2 separate regions of the Gossypium arboreum genome follow, and region 2 is linked to region 1. Evidence: chromatin contacts called from public Hi-C data. All regions are on one chromosome and are shown on one strand. The core of a region is the stretch at or near the end of the contact, and the rest is flanking DNA. Distances in the headings are between cores, read along the strand shown. Region 1 holds the start of LOC108467067 (protein MLN51 homolog). Region 2 has its middle 14 kb from the start of LOC128283420.

Region 1 (7,439 bases), core at 2,596-5,095:
AGATAAATTAAAAAACTAAAAATATGAAAAGCTTTACCTGGCAAAAAGGCAGGAAAGTTTTTATCACCATGGCCGACAGCCATAGTCCCTGTTGGTCCCATAACCTGAGCTCCACTGTACAGAAAAGAGCCTCTTCCAGCCCCTTGAACACAGCTTTTTCCCTTGCTCACCAAGGGTTTACTTGTTTCTGAAGATTCAACCTCTCCAGATTCATAGGAATTGACTGACGTAGCTGTCTTGGGTGGAGACGAAGCTTGAGGCATACCAGTATGCTGGCCCAGCTGCTGAGCAGCCCCTTGCACAGAGTACCCTTGAACAGGATTTCTCTGAACAGCAATGATCTGTGTTGGTGGAGAAACTCTATTGATTTGGTTCTGATGAGGAGCTGGCTGACAAGCCTTCAATCCTGGGATAGCTACAACTCTACCCTGTACCCTGGACTGAGTGGGTTTGCTAGTATTACCCAATGAAGATCCAGAAGGTACCATCTGCATATTGGTCAAAGGCTTCGCAGAAGCAGACAAGCTGGGATCATCAATATAAAGCTTTGCCATGCTGAGAGAATCAACCACATTCTTCCCTCGTAATGAATTAGATTGTGAAGCAGAAAAATTCTCATCTGTAACAGAAGGGCAAAGATTCCCGCTCACACTTTCAGCATGCACATCTTTCTTCTGAGTTAAAGCAGTGTCTTTGTTGGAAGACGCCGCTGGATAAAAAGGTGGGGAAGCAGAACTCAAGCTTGACGCAAATATATGTTTCGGATTAGGATCTGATACAGTACTGGCATTTGTTGCAAGGGTGGAAGCTCTACCTGAATTGGCTTGTGATGTTTTCTCAAGAGGCTTTCCAGACCTGAAACATTTAACTCATTCAATGTCAATCAAACCTGTCATGGAAGGAAGAGATGGAAAATTGTAGGGGGGAAAGAGCACATGATTATGAATACTCACAGTCTGCCCTGTATTGGAGGTGCTTGACTGCTGATTTTCATATTAGGTTCATACCTCCTAGGTCCTCTCCCTCTCACCACCTTTGGAGCCATATTCTGGTGGTTGTTTTTCCCAAATGCTTTGGACCCACTTCCTCTACGATAACCACGATCTGGTCCACGATTTTTACTCTGAGCTCGATACCTACCTCTAGAAGATAGTCCCTGAGTGCAGAAGAAAAAACATGTCAGTAAGGGAAAAAAATAAGATTAAACGAGATTGAGAAGGAAAAGAAGCACCAATGAAGGCAAGTAGATTATCTACAAATCTACTAAATCGTTACCTCTTCATAATGCTTTTCTTGCAAAGTCATCTCCTCAAACTTGTCATGTCCCCATTTCCTATCATCCTTGGATTCCCACAAATTCCTTCCACAACGTGTTCGCCTAAATTGGACAAATCAAGTTGATACACAACTTTATTAACATTTATAGCAACTTGAAGGAAATGGGCAGGACAAGGACATGGTAATACAAACCTTGACGCTTAAAGATATACCATAATACGTATTAGCAATGAAAGCAGAGTCCTAAATCTATGTACCTTTCCACCATTAGTACCAATCTGTACTGCTCATACTGATTGGTACAAGATTTTTCTTTCAAATTTTCTTTTAATCTTTTCTCTTATTGTATTCTTTTTATCAACTCCTAATGCTTTCCCTTTCATGTTCAGTTCTATTATTTTCATAATTTCATCCTAAAATAATACATGTTCATTAGATCACAATAATTACTAATTTTTATATTTATTTGAGGTTCCAAAATTTTCTGATGTTAAATGTTTATCATTTTTAAAATCTATATCTGCATATAAACATATAGATGCATGTAATGGAAGAGTATTTGTATGTTTATATATTTTATTAAAAATATTAAATAACATTGGAAAACATGAAATAAAGCAGCATTTATATGTACCAATACTAACAGTCCCATTAACAAGGCCAACAGTTAAATTATACACCAAGTCTTTACAAAATATGCACATAGACTATGCATGCAGTCAGCCTTTACGCTCACACCCACATATATCAATGGTAAACAAATTAGAAAAATCGATATAAATACAGATTTAGACCAGAAAAAGCTTATGTTCTTAAAACCTCATATAGTTGTCAAAGTACTGACAATATAGAAAAAGAAAAAATATATGTTCAGAATTACTAGCAACTTCATATAGTAGTCATAAGCAGTCATAAGTTATAATGTCATCAAATAAAACAAGGTAACAATCTGAGCCTAAGTTTTGACCACATAATGTTATATTTGCTATAATATTGGGCTGCTCAGTTTTTTATAACAGAGGTCCAGATCAACTACCCCATTCCCAGATCAAAACAGGTACCTTTTAAGATCTTAAGGTGAATGAACAATTAAAGCAAAAAAAAAAAAGATTCAAGGGCATCTAGATTGTGACATTTCAAGTCCTCACTCCTCAACCCAAATGTTAAAACTACGAACTAAAGTTTTATCACCATTCATGCATGCTTAGAAGTGCAGGTAAGCAGCAGCTCCCATACAGGTTAAAACCTTCGAATTTCTTAAACCTGACTAATCATAGACCAAATCAAAATTCAAGATAACAGAATATAAGAAAAGCAGCATAGGAGCATAAACATCATAGGAGTCAAAAACCCAATATTAACACATTTGTTATCAAAATGTAACACTAGTCAAGAGTATAAAAATTTTAATTTCCATTATCCGCATAGAGAAGGTAGGGCAAGTGAGCATTCCAATTTCAATCATTAAACAGAAGAAGCTACAATAGGCATAACAGACAATCCACATAGAAAATTCACCATATACCTTTCCGTAAATTGATATTTACTACTTAATTAGTTAAACAGCTATAAAAAAAAAGAAAAAAAAAGAAAATTGGAACCTATAAAGAGAAAAAATGAAGCTTAATACCTATGACGACCGCCAACGTTGTCTCGAAATCTATCATCGTGCATATAAAACACCCCAGCAGTGGGCACAGCAAAGGGCTCATTCTCCTTCTTTTCCTCTCCATGTTCCTCTCCAATGTGATTATTATCAATGCCCAGTCCTTCATCCACATTCCCATTCTCCACAACCGCTTCCTTCACATCGTCTCCAGTTATCTTCACATTGCCTCGCACTTCTACTTTACCAACTTCATCTATCTCCTCTTCATCAATTTCTTCTTCCTCTTCCTCGTATTCATCATAAACTTCTTCTTCGACTTCTTCTAAGTCCAATTCTTCTACGCCATCATCGTAATCTGCAGCACCGCCCTGACCGTCGGATTCATCGGAACGAATCACAGACCTTCGATCCATCCTCGCCTCAGCATTATTCTCTTCGTCCCTTTCTCCTTCGTCATCGTCACTGGCCGCCTCCCTCCTCCGCATTGCCAGAGAACGCTTCACCTCCTCTGGATCACTCTCGTATTCCACCTCCTCTACTCCCGTAGTAGCCATCACTTTATCGGAAAACAAAGACCAAGTCGCTAAAACTTCCGGGAATATTCAAAAAAAAAAGAAGAAGCAATCTTTGCAACGAAGCAAAAAAAAAAACAATTCAAAGCCAATCGTCTAAAAAATAGAAGAGAATCAAAACCCTGAAGCCTTGAAATTGAAGGGAAAAATATTAGGGTTATTTATTTTCATGGAATAGGGCTAGCGGTATTTAGGAAGAAGAAAAACCCTAGATAGTTATATATTATTATTGTTGTTGTAAAATATGGGGATTTTTGCATAATAAAATTGAATGGAGCAAGGAGTTTGCTTTGAAATATGAAACTTTATTTTCTAATTTTTGGGTTAGGGAAAGATACTGGCAGGGACATTTTAGGAAATTAATTAAAAGTGAGTGGTAAGATTGGAGTCGGATTCTGATACGGACGTGAGGTGTTTGTTAAAAGGCCGATTGATGATTAGGAACCAATGGGGTTTTGCCACGTTTGCATATGAAATTGAGTTATCTACTCTGTTTCTAAGTTGGCAGCAAGTGTCATCCGAGCTACCACCGTATTTTGTTGTAATAATAATTTACCATGGTCATAAGCAGAGGTGAAGACAGAAATTTTTTTTAAGGAGGTCAGATAAAATTTTAATTTTATATAGTTTATATTTTTATAATTTGTAAATAATTAAATTAAATTTTAAAATTTTGTGGGATAAAGTATAATTTTAGCTTTACTAATTTAAATTTATTAAAAAATTTTAAGGGTTTAAAATGTAATTTTCCATTTTAGGGGGCCGAGGCCCATGCCAGCCCCCTGGCTACGCCCTTGGTCATAGGGTATTTGAGAATACAGATTTTGGCGTTTTGGTAATGAGTTCAACCCAAACCACCAATGCTCCTTAATCTAAGTCTAGTTAAATTCAAACCGAAAATTAAGCAAGTTTGGGATTTTTTAAATAAAATAAAAAAAAGTAAAGTACATCAACAGTCACTCAATTTTGATCTCAATAATAAAACAGTCAACTCAACTTTCAAGAAATAACAAATCCGTAACTAATGTTATTGAAAAGTGACAAATCAGTCACCCATTAACATTTTCCGTTATAAGCCTAACGGGATAAGTGACATGGCCAGTTAACTAGCTGATATGGCCAACTAACTTGCTACATTGGATGAGGAGTCAAACAATTTAAGGTTTGGATGGGTTTAGAGGGAAAAAAAAAAGAAAAGATGAATTAGGGATTAAGGAAAAGAAAGAAAATATCAATTGGGATTAAGAAGAAGAAAAGAAAATCGATTGGGATTAACATTTTAGGGTTTAGTGTTGGATGATTGAAACTTTTAGGATAAGGGTAAGATTGAACGATTTAAGGTTAAAGGATTAATATTTTGGGTTTCAAGTTTAAGGAGAAAGAAGACCACAAAAGATATCAATGGGTAGGGTTTAGGGCCACAACTGTTAATAGAAGAGAAGCAGACAATGTTTTAGCATCCACTGTAACGGGTAAGTTTCTATATTTAGTTTATGATTTTTTGGATTTAGAGGGATTTGGGTTTAAGGTTTTCTAAATTTCTTTGTTGAAAAATGTTGCATTTGCATAGGGTTTATGCACTGTGTATGTTTATTGTTTGTATTAAAGTGTATGCTAGATTTTGATTTCTCTGGTTATTAAAGTGTATGGTAGATTTGGATACTTTTAAAGTTATGTTCTACCACGTGCATATAGATAGCCTTAGGAAAGAGGCAAATCAGTTCCTATTTGACAAATCACTTCAAAAGTTTAGGTTACATACAATTCAAAACTATGTATGTCATTAAATTATTTGAAAGTTTTTATTTAGGTTACATATAATTCAAATATGACAAATTAGTTCCTAGTTGTCAAGAATATTTTTTAAAGGCATAAATTGTAAAAAATACCCTCAACATTTAGGTGTTTTTGGTTTTGTGCCATTGACCTTTTTTTTTTTTATTGAGGCTTTCAACGTAACGATTTTTCCACAAATCAGTCCAATTTTAACAAGAAACGTTAGTTAACCTTCAATCAACCAGTCAATGAATTATCCTAAGTTGGAAGAATCAATGTTGACTATAACACCCTAAACCCGTCTCTGTTATCGGATTAAGGTTATGAAGCATTATCGTACAACGAAAAACATTTACCTTCATAACATTAAATATCTTAAACATATCATAAAATCATTCATTCACATGCATTTTGTCCCTAAATCGAGCCTTCGATGCCCTAAAAATAGCTTAGAAGCAATTCAGGACTAATTTGAAATAAAACAGAAGTTTTAAGAAAAAGTTGTAAAAATTGGAAAACAGGAGCCACATGACCGTGTGACATCACCCTAGGCCGTGTAACTTTCAAACAGGGGACACACAGTCGTGTCCCAGCCCATGTCCTCACCAGTGTAACTCACTAAGTAGGGTCACACAGCCATGCCACACATCCGTGTGCCAGGCTGTGTAACTCACTGACTTGGAACACTAAGAACTTTCAAATGACACATAGACGTGTCCTCAGGCCGTGTGTGTCACACAGCCGTGAGACAGATCGTTTCCTAGGCCCTGTGATCCATAATTTGACCCTAAATTCAAGCCATTTCAAGACCAAATCATACTTAACCATCTATACCATTTGAGCATACATTCAAGGAATTTAAAACATCATTCACACACACCTAACATACAATTTCAAACATCCTAATTCATCTAACCAATATGCCATTAAAAGGCACCATAATTGTACGAAAACATCATCAACCAAAATATGCCAATATTGTCATATTTCAAGCATAAAAACTTAGTTCAATTACCTACCAAAGGATATCACATATGACCAATTACAAGCCATTCCGAACATACCAAAAAGGACCTTATATTTCAAGTACCTAAAAGAGGCAAAAAATGACCTAACTTGACAAGGCATTAAAAGTCCATTAAACCAAACATGAACATCAAAAGCAAATATATACCAAATTGACCATTAACATATCCAAAAACTACCAATACACAAAGTCCTATACATGCCAAATAACCATATCAAACATATCACACAATCATCTTCTTTCTACTCACATGAGGGCATGAATAGTTACTAATATCTCATATGAATACACATCATTTAAGCTTTCATTGAAAGATATGAAAATGAATGAACTTGGACCATTTAAAAATGAACCAATTACCAAAACTACACTTATAACCCTATTACATGCCATTTATAACCATTAACCAAAATAACCATAAATACCAAAATAACGAATAGATAGTGTGATGATACTCCGACGAGATTCCAACCGACTGAGCTTTCCGATAATCTACAAAATGGAGGAAACGATTACGTAAGCATTTAATGCTTAGTAAATTCATATAAGCAGAAACTTAAACTTACCAAACATATTAAATTAAATATCCAAACCTACTCTCATCATGTCTTATGCCAAACTTCCTTTCCTATACACATCACCTCATAAGGTTAGTAAATATATATCATTACATATAAATCCTAAATAACCTATGGCATATACATGATAAACATTTAGGCTTTATTCATGATCCATCACCCATACACATATATCCTTTACACATACTTTCCATTGAAATCATATGGTTAATAGATAATAAATAAACAATACATCTATATAACATGACATATATTAAGAAATGGATTTCATGCATATTTCATCCATCACTTGCTAAATTATCATCCATTTTCATTTTGTATATGCATATTCATCTATCTATATCATATGAACATTAAGTCTTTATAAATACTTTTCCATTGACCTTTTCTCATCCATTGAAACTTTTTGAATAACATCATATACACGAAACACCTTTTCATGTAAATGTAGCCTTTCCCTTTTTCTTTTCCTTTTCAATAATGCTCACACAAGCTATGAAGTGGGCTTACTCATACGAGCTGTTAGTCAGGACAGTAGCTACTTGATGCGCTCACACGAGCTGTGAAGAATCCGCAACACATGCTGGATCTCAGCCATT
Region 2 (6,998 bases), core at 2,001-4,500, 75 kb after region 1:
CATTGACCTTTTTCTCAATAAGTCTTTCTAGGCATCACTTGAAAATATTGCAGGTGACACCTATTATGTACATATTCATTTTTACTACTCACTTATAAACATTGTATGTTATCAACTTTAGGATATTACAAAACATATTTTTCACTTCATCGAATAAATTTCCACATTTACCGCTATTTTGTTTTGTTGTATCAAATTTACATTCAATTATGACATTTAAACACTTTTCATCTCATGCCAACAAGTTTTCAAATTTTTAACACGGCCTCAAATTTTTATCACTTGAATCCATCCTCACACTATCTTGAAATTCCATTTCTCAACATTTCCTCATTTGTTCAGACAAAAAAAAAAAAAAACCCAAATATTAACACAATATCTTTCTAAGCTTTCTCACAACACCAATCTCAAATATTAAATTAAAAGAGATGGAAAACACCAGTTCTTACCTCTTCAAACCTTCTTTATCTAGCTTCAATTTTCTCTCTCAAGAGCCCATTGATCTATCATATTTATTTACGTCAAATTAAGCTCTTTAAACACTCAAAGAGCCTATTCTTGATTATTTTATAGTGTCTTTTATTATATTTCTGCACGTTATAGATTTTAGACTTAATTTTAGTTTTTATCATGTTTTAATGCTTTTATGAATAAAATGGCAAGTATCTGCCATTAGAAACTTAATCTTTGAGTTAAGCTTGTTCCAAGCACTTGGTTGAGGTGAAAATGAGAAGAGGAGCCTACACTAGGGCCTAGGTCCCGATACTAATGTGCTAGTGTTGTGACACTAGTGCCTCCACCGTCAACTGAGGAGTTAGACCCTACCAAGTTGCACACCTTAATGGACTGTCTCTGACCCAAGGATACAATGTCATGAATTCGGCCTATAAGGTCACAACTCTGAATTATTGAGGTCCAAACCAACCACAGTCTCCAAAGTTGAATAAGTCGAGTTGCTTGAGTACGACGTTGTGACACCAGAGGGTTGATGTCGTGACATTGAAGCCCAAAAGCACCCTTAGAGTAAACTCTCTTTAATTTCGTAAAGCCTAGGTGTGGATGTCACGACAACAACCCTGACGTGGCTCAAATGCTAAAAGGCAATTTTAAGTTCATTAAGCCTTTGGTCAAAGTTTAAGTGAGGGAAAATTTGTCCTTTATAGGTCAAACTTTGTGAGAGTATAAATAACATTTTTTAATTCATTTTACATATAGATTCTTAAAGTAGAAAATTAGACTAGACATTAGACAAGTTTTCTCTTCTCTTCTCCTCTTTTCATTTTTAAATTATGTTTTCTTTTCTCTTTTCTTTTTAGAATAGATTTTATTATTATCATTATTTCTTCTTTCTTATTAAAGACTCTATAAATGGAGATGTATCAAGCTTTTGGGTTCCATTGGTTCCACATCTAAATGAGAATGTCTTACCTTTACTTTTATATTTTGCATACCAATTGTTCAATGAAATGTTTATTTAGTTGTTAAGATTTATCATGTGCTAAATCATTTTGTTGGTTGATTGATGAGTTGGTTGTATAACACCCGTAACCTGTCTTTGTTGTCGAATTAGGGTTATGAAGTATTACGACAATTAACGAATTCAACAACAATATAAAACAATTCATAAATAAACATAAATACCAAATATTCATGACCAATCATTATTCATTATTTATAACCAATACTAGTGTCATCAAGCTTTTCATCTATGCACTTATGATGCCACTACAAAAGAGTGACATCAATTAAATACATTGAAATAGATATTACCTTAGTATCATCATCCTCGATGCTCACAACACAGAAGTATTGTGTCATTCCCCACAAAAAGTTGTCTACGTCCTTCGTAGACCTTGTCCCCTTAAACTCTTTCGGCTCAGAGATATCAATCTTATGTTTGGTTGTCATAGCTAACACCTTATTACCCACAACTGCTTTGCATAGAACAAACTCCTCGAGTTGTTCTACCTATTTCTTCAAAGCCTTCACCATGGCTACGAGAGCACTATCCCTATAAGTTAGCTTATCCACAATGGAGCTAATAGCCTTCAACATCTTTTCCATAGTAGCGTTGAAAGTGTCTTACATCTACTCCTTGAGCTCATCTCCTACATAGTCCAACTTTACAATGCAACCCTCAACTACCTTAAGGCTTTCCTCCACACCACCCATGGATTCCTCAAGCTTAGCGACCTTGTCATATATTGCCAACAACATATCCCTCAAATTTGCTTTCTTGAACCTCCCATGGGTTTCTAGTGAGATATCTTAACTATTTGATTAATTTTACATCTCATCTAAACACTTTAATGGACCTAACATTGATACCAACTATCACGGACTTATATTGTAGCTTAGCAAACCGCACACCTTAGGTAGTGAATTCGCTTCAAATTTTCCTACATCAATTTGTATTGTAAAAAATCTAGTATCTCAAAAAGGATTCTCTAAAACGCTGATGCTAAAAACCAACGAAAAGAAACAAGCAAGGGAACAAGTATAAAACACAAGAAAGTTTTTAGAGTATTACACAATTGAGTGATCACAAATAAGATGGGAAAGGCCTCTATACAGATCAAATTACATTAAATCCAAATTCAAACCTATCTACAAAATAGAGTTCTAAAGAATTTAAACTCTCAATAATTTTATGTTCAAAATTACAAAATTAATCTGGTAATTACAATTTATTACAGTATTTTATTGGAGCACTAAACTTTAAGTAGATAGTCTTTCCACAATGTTCCAAAACTGAGCCAATCTTTGTGGGTTAAATAAGTCAAATATCCTAGAATAATTACCTTAGAGTATTCCTCGATTCACGAACCTTTGTGTGGGGGCCACAAGACTCAGCAAGTTTCCTATTGTTTGTGGACAACATTAGGGCTTTTCTTGGTGAAACTCTCAAAATAATAAAAAAGAGCCCATCGTTTGTTCTTTTATTTATCTTTTTTAAATCTGGTCTTAGATATATCATTTGTAGACAAAAATTTCTGCAATTTTATGTTCCAATATCATGTTTAAAGCTAATGTTGCTCAAGTTAAAACACAATGGCACAGCTAACTGCAACTGCAAGAGCATGAAAAGTCATTTCTTTTAATAGATATATGTTTAGATTACAAGTTTCATTTGGAGGAGAGACTGCAAATGTAATCCCAAAAAAGATTGCAGCCTCAAAAGGGAGAACCAAATTAGCATCTAAGATTTAAAACAATAAAAGTGGACTGAATTGGGTAAAATCATCACTAATTCTCAGTTTTTTTTCTACATTCAAAGTGGCACTCGCCTCAAAAAAACAATTGTGATAATGCCTCCAAAGAATATGCTAAAAGTTAAGAGAAAGTAATAAAATTGTCAGCACTTGTATGTTCAAACAATGCGCTTGACAGATCCAAATCACCGGGAATGCAAAGATAAATCGGTCCCTCAGTAAAATCTTTCTAGCTTCTAATTCAAAATCTGCTGTAGTTCAATAATAACAAGTTAAGAACAGTAATAATGACACGAGTATGAGAAATCCAAGGAGATAAGAGATTCGCTCTAAAGGTTGTGATGTGTATTTTAACCCATATGACTGATACTGCTTTCTCCTTTAAAGATAAATAATGATTATAATAATGGTTTCTCACCTTAAAATCCGAGCTGAATGGCGCCCAGATTAAATGGCTTCCTGGAACCTAGTGATCTGTTGTAAGAACTACCAACAGTGAGAAATATGAGAAAACAGGAATCGGGGAATGACATATAATAAAAGAACTATCAAAAACACCAAAAGGAAAATAACAAAATTTAAGACATTAATGTTGCGTGATACGGAGTGGAAACAACATTATCATTTTGATGATAGAATACAATAGATTGATACACAAACACAAATTAGATAAGAACTTTCACAAAGAACAAAGATATGAGAGTTGAGCAGCCCATAGATGTGCATCATAATAGTCAATATTAATAGGCAAATTTTGAGAAAAAAAAAAAGTGAATGAGAAAAAAAGAAACTACTAGTAATATCATAATTTAAACAAAAGCCGATCGTGTATTTAGCACCCATTAAAAAACACGTACCTAATTCCAAAGACTCAAGAGAGAAACAAGTTTGGAAAACTCTTCAGGATTTAGCTGGCAGTAGGTGTTATGAATAGTGCTTGTGATTAATGAAATCACAAAAATGAAGTCAGAGAAGCTCAAAAGCGAAAGGGGTTAAAGATGGCATCGTAGAAACAGTTAATCACCAGAGACAAAAGTTTCGGTTTTACACTGCATCAACCAATTGCTTTTGGGTTCACAGGGCTCCTTCTTTATTCGTACCCCACTCTTCTTCAGGCTCGTTACTATTAACAAGTACTGCACCGTCACTAGATGCATCCACAACAACAGCCTCCTCTTGGCTACCACTATCTCCATTTTGTTCTGCAGCCTGAAAGGCAGAAAAATGAAGGAAAAAAGACGGTAAATTCCAAAACCAGAGTCATCAACCACTCCAGCAGTTCCAATATTTTTCTGTGCTGCTGGCTTAAGAGAAAACAGATAATAAAGGTCATATACCACATGATTAAGGTCACCATTTTCATGAGCCTCCACAAGTGTCAGCCATGATCTATCACCATGTTTCAAATAGTCTGCCGCAGGAGGATAAACACCCCTACCGAGCAATTGAGAGTTGAAAGCATAACCTTGTGAGACAGGAAAATAGGATGTGTCGACCACAGCTTTGAAATCAAAGCAGGTGGTACCAAAAATTGTAGAGCAACCAAAAAGGCCAAACAATCAAATCTAAAAATGAATTATCCAAAGAGATCATCCTAGAGTGGTAACCAAAAAAAAAATGAAATCATATTTGATAAAATTGCATAGCAAATTTCATAAAAGAATTTGCATAGTAAATAGGTAACAAATACCATATAACAATAAATAACAGAAAGGAATTCTGTTCGATACCTTTTCTCTCGCACTCTAGTTTCAACATCAAGAGCAACTTTCCAATTCTCAAACATGCCTGGATACTCTTGAGGATTGGCCAAAGATTCAGCAGCTTTTGGGTTAACCTGCAAATGATGCAAGCTTTACATCAAATCATTTTGCAATCTATACCATTAATCAAACTTAACCAGAAACACAAGTAATAGATTTTGAGCATGATTACAGTAAACATGAAAGTCCAACAGATTCATGTTGCAATGGTAGAAAGAGTTAAATATCGTGACACTTGGAGTAGGAAAGAATATATATTAAAATGCTCCACCAACAAGGACTTATTAAATGAAAAAGATTCCCATTAAAGATTCCATCACTACTTTAATGATGCAATGTTTGAAAAAAACACACAAAAAAAAGGATAAGACTGTTTCCTTAGCTTTCAGATGTAAAAGCTCTAAGCACATTTTCAAGCAATTTGTTTCCAGCAAAATATCAAGATTTTATATCATAATATCAATCATCAAGTTGAACAAAAGGGCAAAAAGTCAAACTATACTAGCATACATCTGGGATGACAATGATAGTAAGGGCAATGTTGAGACACAATCAAGACTCATGAACGATAAGCTTAGAATGGAAGAATAGAAGACGAAGGATGAAAATTTTTTTATTTATTGGTTATAGAAAAGAAATATTTTGAATGTTGCAAAAGTACGAGGAAAATCAAACATGTCAAAATGGAACTCGCCATGAACAGTGTACCAAAACATGCCAGAGAATTAAATATTGGCTACTAACCTTGTTGAGGTCTTTTCTCCAAATAGTCACTATCTCTGAAACCTTGCTTGGAAGATAAGATCGTGCCATAAGAGCTGCCTCAGGTATCCGATTGCTGAAAAAGGAATACTTAAAATATATCTTTGCCTAGTAAATGGCAGTCTACAATTTTAGGTATTTCATGATGAATTACCTTTCCACCAAAAGTTGGAGGCAGTCCTCCAATTTACCCAGCATGAATAAACAAAGGAAAGCAACATTGTTCTTCCCTTGCTCTTTAGAAAGGGATGCTAGCCTTGATATTCCTTCAGCATCTCCCAAAGAGGAATAAAGCAGCAATAAACCACTCAGGTCTACCGCATGTTTCATGCATTCCTCAGCCATTGCAAGCTGCAATGACAAGTTTAGCATGATTAATAGAACTAATTCAAGTACAAGCAGAGAAATCATAGTCCAAAATTAACAATTCATGTGTCGTGTATGTCTATTGAGCAAACTTTAAGAGGAACAACTAGTGCATGTAGTAAACTCAAAAACCAGACAAGAAATCTGCAACATACACATCTGACATTAAGGTTACGTTTCCCATTGAGGTTGAGAAGTGCTTTTCAACCCAAATCATAATTTCAAGCCAAAAGCAATGGAAAACAAGGAGCTTTTCTAACTAAACCATGTTTTTAAATTGGGTTTTTAACCCAAGCCAAAAAGTCAAAATTTTAAGCTTTTGCAAAAGTGCTTTTGCCTAAAATTACTTTTTATCTTCATTAAATAAGTCCAACATATCTTCTAATTTACAACATCAAGCTAAGAAGGAAGGACATTGTATCTACTCAAAAGCACTTTGTTACAGAAATGGTAAACATGGTCAAACTTTTCAAAAGCACTTTTCAACCTCAATGGAAAACTGGCCCTAAATCAAGAGCAAACGCCTTAAGCATTTTCAAATGGTGATTTGCAGCCACATCATGACAACATGACACAAAAGAAAGGTAATGGGAGAATAAGAATGAGAATCATAACAGAGTGAAGTGGCATTGAAACAAATTATGAAAATCAGAAAATATGCAACACCTTTCCAGTTGACATAGCCAATTCTCCCAACTGCTTCCATTTAGACTCGCTCTGAGCTTCTGTGGCTATTTCCTGGACAAAAGAGTATGTGTCCCTTATAGTATAGAAGATTTGTTAAAGGCACAATTAAAGCTTAAACAAAATAAAATATATCACTCAAAGATTCAAGCAAACAACTCTTACCTTAGCAATCTCTAGTTTACCAAGCTGCATAGCAAGATCAAATCTG

Evidence for each region. A called contact is a pair of places that touch in the nucleus more often than the background predicts.
Region 2: a contact with region 1 is called in a Hi-C map of leaf, with 2.2 times the contacts expected there. The contact joins the enhancer-like site here to the promoter of LOC108467067 in region 1. A contact is called at or near these places in 2 of 5 Hi-C or Micro-C datasets (both in leaf).

Annotation. Positions count from the first base shown.
Region 1 is chr2:23,081,289-23,088,727 of ASM2569848v2, forward strand. It overlaps LOC108467067 (protein MLN51 homolog), which reads right to left and starts at 3,846. Exons shown (of 11, transcript XR_008277492.1): 1 at 2,909-3,846; 2 at 1,276-1,378; 3 at 954-1,156; 4 at 38-855.
Region 2 is chr2:23,157,286-23,164,283 of ASM2569848v2, forward strand. It overlaps the pseudogene LOC108462435. Among protein-coding and RNA genes, the nearest start is that of LOC128283420, 14 kb to the left of the region's middle. Within about 2 kb of position 3,251, at least 2 of the 2 cell types and tissues checked have an H3K27ac peak or open chromatin away from gene starts, as enhancers often do. A contact at or near this core is called in leaf, where this site is marked.